Linked DNA regions of Zea mays: region 2 is linked to region 1. Evidence: chromatin contacts called from public Hi-C data. All regions are on one chromosome and are shown on one strand. The core of a region is the stretch at or near the end of the contact, and the rest is flanking DNA. Distances in the headings are between cores, read along the strand shown.

The links. Hi-C and Micro-C count contacts between places; a contact is called where the count stands out from the background.
Region 2: a contact with region 1 is called in a Hi-C map of leaf, with 6 times the contacts expected there. The contact joins the promoter of LOC100283696 here to the promoter of LOC100275628 in region 1. A contact is called at or near these places in 3 of 25 Hi-C or Micro-C datasets (ear, leaf and tassel).

The regions. Positions count from the first base shown.
Region 1 is chr1:304,922,792-304,925,580 of Zm-B73-REFERENCE-NAM-5.0, reverse strand. It overlaps LOC100275628 (Arginine decarboxylase), which reads left to right and starts at 1,392. Exons shown (of 3, transcript NR_158547.1): 1 at 1,392-1,504; 2 at 2,312-2,789.
Region 2 is chr1:305,079,876-305,082,664 of Zm-B73-REFERENCE-NAM-5.0, reverse strand. LOC100283696 (nuf2 family protein) reads right to left here and starts at 1,414. Exons shown (of 10, transcript NM_001156597.3): 1 at 1,166-1,414; 2 at 764-1,076; 3 at 438-617. The coding sequence starts at 1,332.

The DNA.
Region 1 (2,789 bases), core at 143-2,642:
CTGATCAGACATACTGGTTGATGGCGTGGGCCGGAATCAGCAGGGTCAAGCAGTCGCGTGGGGACGCTTCCCAAAAACCTTATTCGCCCTCTCCCAGTGCAGGATCTAGAAGACAAAGGGTTCTGGAGACCTACTCTCCTGATCGCAGATGCACGTCTGCGGTCGGGATGAAGAGAACTGGAAGGCGGCTCAGCTGTGAAGAGAGGCGAAAGCGAAAACTGGGATGAATTGGATGCTGGCTGCCAGGCGCCTTTTATAGGGCCGAGTCCGCGACCAGATAGCTCTCTTCAATCTTATCCGCCCGCGAAAATCTCGCGTTCAGTTAGGATTCTAAACTTAACAGCCAAGCAACCAAAAATTCAAACGGCAAAAGGAGGTCGCGCCCCCACAAAGCGAGGGGCCGGATTTTGGCAAACCATTCACGCGCATGTCGTGCGCCCGCGCCCTTCGCCCCGCCTAGGCGAGCACGCGCGTGTAGCTCTCCACACTCTCTCCTCTCATCCATGACTTGGTGAGTGAGTGTGGCTTCCATATTTAAACTAGCTCTACTCCACTAGAGCTAGCAATATGGTGCTATTGGTTCCACCATTCCCTAGCCATACACTTAAATGGGCTTTTGAGATTTTCCTGAGATTTATTTGAATTTCTCAATTGGGTCTAGCTCATAAATCCTAACACAATGTACCAATGATCATCATTAAGTAGGACATACCCATCCTCTTTACAAGGATGGTTTGTGCAATTGTTTGAACAAGGTTAGTGCACGCATTTGAGTCATACGCCAAATAAAAAAATAGAGGAACCGCATTGCCAAACGATTTGCAAACAAAAAAACAGTGACTCTTGTGGAGAAGCTGCTCCTATAGAGGAGTCAGAACTAAAGCCATTTTTAAATGAGTCAGAGCAGTATCAATGAGGCTAAACATACCAAATTAAGCTGCCAGCCAGTAATCTGTTCTTGGCAAACTAGTCGAGATGAAATAACAAAGACCGTCAGACAACGTGTAGTAGCAACTAATCCATGGAGTTAATGTACGGAACTGAGCTAAAAACGTGCTGTAGATTATAGATTAAACATATAATATGAGGATCTATAGAATTATTTTTTATTTTTCAGTTTCTATTAATTTAAGACAAATTATATTTATTTTGTTTAAAAATATAAAATATTGATTTTTAAACCAAATAGCTTAATCCATCATACATATATATTCTAATTCATTTAAAATAAAAGAATCCAAACGGCCGTTCCGTTCACTGAATTCTCCACTTCCAACGGAAACATGGGCTCTAGAATTCCATAAAGTTGGGCCGGGCCAAGTTTGCATCGATCAGGGAACGTTATCCCCAGCTGCCCAGCACCACAATCGGGTCCCCTTCCCCTCCGTCCAGCTCGCCGTCTGAGGGAAGCAGGGCGCAGCAGTCACCAGTGACCAGTCATGGCTCGCTGCGTTGCCGGCAGCTGCCCTCCCGTCACCTTCGCGTGTTGCCCCCGCCGGACTGGGTAAATGTCCTCCTGCTCAGAACCGGCTCTGCACCTGGCTGCCATTGCCTTCGTCCTCATGAATGATTTTAGTAGTTTATTCTGGAACCCGCCAGTTCTTGTTCGTTCCCAGTACTCTAGATTTTCAGTGGGGTTTCGTGGTGATGCGCGGTGGTGTTTCCGTTCCGCGTGTCCAACTCTAGAATCGGTGGTTTCGGGGAGCGTCCTTGAAGTTGAAGGATTGCCGACGGAACTCCCACAACTTGTTTGTGGAATTGCTCTGAAGCTGTCCTTAGATTGTGAACCACCAAAGCACCTCGAGTTCGTGGGTTTACTGTTCCTATTATGGATTTTTGATTGTGTCAATCGGAGAGCTAATAACGAATTTGGCCATTTAACTTTTAAGTGTGGCCCCAAACTATACGGGTACCTTCACATTCTCTCCTGAAGCTATGACTGCCGTTCCAATCTCATTGAGTGTATGCTGTGTCTGTGTTCAGTTTTAGTGCGTGAATGGTGACACTTTACAGTAGATTTATTTCATTAGTATCTTATTCCCCCTTTGAACACAAATTTTATTTAACATATGCTCTTTAGTTTGTCTGCAAGAATGATTACGTCTCGTTCACTTGTAAATATAAGCAGAGCTCCTGCCATTCGCGTTTTAAAAAAAGTTTCTCTGCAAGAATATCCCATGACTAGAATATGAATATCTTCTTAGTATCATTAACTCTGGAAAATGAACATAAACTTATTTTTATGTTCATTTGAACTATTTATTGTGTTCTATGTGACTATAAAATTTCCTGCCTCCTAGGAGTCTTCCAGACGAAGTGCTGTTGTTCAGTGTGGCACTGCATCGAGCACACCAGCAATATCTGGAACTGGACCTTCATCATCTGGATCCTCGGGGCTTGTTCAAGATTGTACTGCCCCTCTGGTCTGTGCACTGCAATTAACTGCCAGACAAGATGTTTCCTGCTTTCACTTCCCAGGACACAACAGAGGAAAAGCTGCTCCATCTTCCTTGTCGAAACTCATTGGCTCAGGGGCATTTCTGCATGACTTGCCCGAGCTACCCGAGCTCGATGATCTCTTCTCCCCAAAAGGTGTGATTCTAGATGCCCAGAGGCGAGCAGCTCAACTGTTTGGGTCATCTAAAACTTGGTTCCTTGTCAACGGAACGACCTGTGGAATCCAGGCCTCAGTGATGGCTACCTGTTCTCCTGGCGACTACCTCATTGTGCCACGGAACTGCCACCTTTCAGTGATCTCTGCGCTGGTCTTGTCTGGTGTGGTGCCTAAA
Region 2 (2,789 bases), core at 165-2,664, 160 kb before region 1:
GAAACTACTCGGTATTGTAGCTTTGCATCTCCACAAGATATCCTATCATATCCCGTATAGCTAAAAAGTATCATTTTAGTATATAGAGGTGCTCCAGCAGATGTCCTAAGAAGACAACCCCTTCTCCCCTATCCCTACATAAATATAGGAGACAGGTAATCTGCTAAAACAACTTATAGGAGATGCAATATAAGAGAGCTGGTGGAGATGCTCAGACAGCAAGGCAGTAGTGCCAGGATTGTTGACAACTGCCAAAATATGCAGGAGGTTCAAAGTTGACATGTAAACACAAGCCTACATACAAAGCATATGTTTGTGAATCCCTGTTTTGCATCGATCACACAGAACATAAGAATAAAAACATATCGAGGAAAAAGCACAAGCACCGTTCTAATCAAACGAAAGGGAAAAAAGGCAACGCAAGACAGGATCCGCACCTTGCCGAGTAACTCCTGTTTCTTTTCGTCTATGGCTTTTGTTGCAACGCGCAGCGACAGCTGCTCTTTGTTGTATTCACGAAGCCTCTGTTTGAGGGCATTGACCTCCTTCTCGAGTTGCTGGACCACGGGCGCCTCCATCTGCTCCTTAAGTAGATGGTCTTCTTTTGCGTTCCGAAGCTGCAGAAGGTGGAAAACGGGGGTGAAACCCGCAAGGAAAAAACAAAAACACAGAATGAGCGAGTGAGTGAGTGAGAGATAGAGAATTTAAGCCTTTCCCCGGACAGAATGCAGAAAATTGTGAAGAACAAGTATGGGCACGAGACCTCGGCGATCTTAGCCCTGAGCTCCGTGTGCCGTTCCTGAAGGGGGCTGTACTCTTGGACGATGGGCTCAAGAAAGCTGAGCTTATCTTGCCTGTAGTGGAGGAAGTTGATTATGGCGCTGAGGATGTAGACGACACGGCGGCCGTCGGCGCGGAGAAGGTCGCGGAGCGTGAGGTCCCGGAAGAGGATGGAGTGGAGGAAGGCGTTGGCCCTCCGGTAGAGGCGCGAGAGCGCTATGGCGCGCATGTGGTGCTCCGGGTTGTCGATCGCCTGCAGCGCCTGAAACTCTAGCTGCTCGTCGGGCTCGTCGTCGCTGCAGCAAGCAAAATGCCCGCCCCCCCAAAGCAAACCCAGGTGAGAGTGATACGAGGACAGCTATGGGGAGCGGGGGCGAAGGCGTACCCGACGAAGTTGGCGAGGAAGAGGGCGAGGACCTCGGCGACGAGGCCGGGCTGCGGGGTGACGATGTGCTCGGCGCGGAGGCCGGGGCTGGGCGCGATGCAGTAGCTGTGCAGCGCCTCCGCAATGTCCGCCGGATTCATCAGCGGGAAGGAGAAGGAGCTCGCCATCCTCTCCGCCGCGGGCACCGCCGGCAAATCGAATCGAAATCGGATGGGTTTTCCCCTTTCGCAGGCGGCGACGTTGGGTTTTCGTCTTCCCGCCCGCCCGGCGCTGGAAAAATTGGAAGGAACAAGAACTGGATTAGGGCCTTAGGCTTTGGGCCCAGAACCAAGTGTTGGTTTCGTTTCGCAAGACGGCCCAGGCATAGTGTCTGGCCACTGCTAGGAAACCAGCTCACCACTGAAATCTTGCGGAGCCCATGAATAAGGCGAGCCGGTCAAACGAAGACATAAGATAAGATGTTGCATTAGGGTTTATCGTTCGGTATGTGTCATTTTTATCTATCAGAACTTTCGATTGCACAGCCCGCAGCCTACCGCCACATCATTTTTTAGAAACTCGATGCACAACGAAACACGATTTTTAATTCAACTAGCGTACACAAAATAAGAAAAACGTTAAATATATATAGCTAGTTCAAAAAATAATACTGCATAAACTAAACAAAGTTCATAAAATTTTAAAACAATAAAATGACAAGTTTTTTATCTAATTCGGTGACCACGATTCCATTCAAAGAACTGATTGTTATGGTACCACATGGTGTTCTTGTACTAGCTACGAGATCAACCAATGTGGTGTAACAGAACCAATTTCCCGATGCAAGAAAAAAAAATAGTGGGAACTCCATCTCGAGTAGGGGTGGATATCGAGCCAGCTCGGCTCGGCTCGGCCGAGCTCGAGCTGGCTCGTTAAGGAAACGAGCTGGCTCGGCTCGGCTCGTTAAGCAACCGAGCCAGAGAACCAGCTCGGCTCGGCTCGTTTGCGAGCTCGAGCTGGCTCGTTTAGCTCGCGAGCCAGAACAAAAAATATTATACATGTATATATACAACAATATAATCGATTGCTAGTTAATTTCATACTAATTTAACACTAGAAAGGACTAACAATACTCATAATTTTATATATCACATCATTTAAACCCTAAACTAACATAGTTCATCACTTATTAATTCATCCAATGCAAGTATATGCTTTGTTTTATAGATAAATGTTAGCTCATTCGAGCTAACGAGCTGGCTCGAGCTCGTGTCGAGCTGGCTCGTTAACGAACCGAGCTGAGATGTTAGCTCAGCTCGTGATAAAATTGAAACGAGCCGAGTCGAGCCGAGCCGAGCTGGCCACGAGTCGAGCGAGCTCACGAGCTACGAGTATTTTGCCCAGCCCTAATCTCGAGTTTATATCTAAACGGAGACAGAACCGTATCCATGCAGGTGAATATGAGTGAAAGAAGGAAGGTGAAAAAAGGGAAGCCCCCTTTGTTTGTAGGGTATGAGTTCATAAATATTTTTATCTTTTTTATCGGCGTTTCGACCCCGGGGGTCCCTGGACCGACGAGTAAACTGTCGTCGCGTGCCCCAGCCCAGATGGGTCGGCGCGAGACGGAGCACGAAGGGGGCAGAAA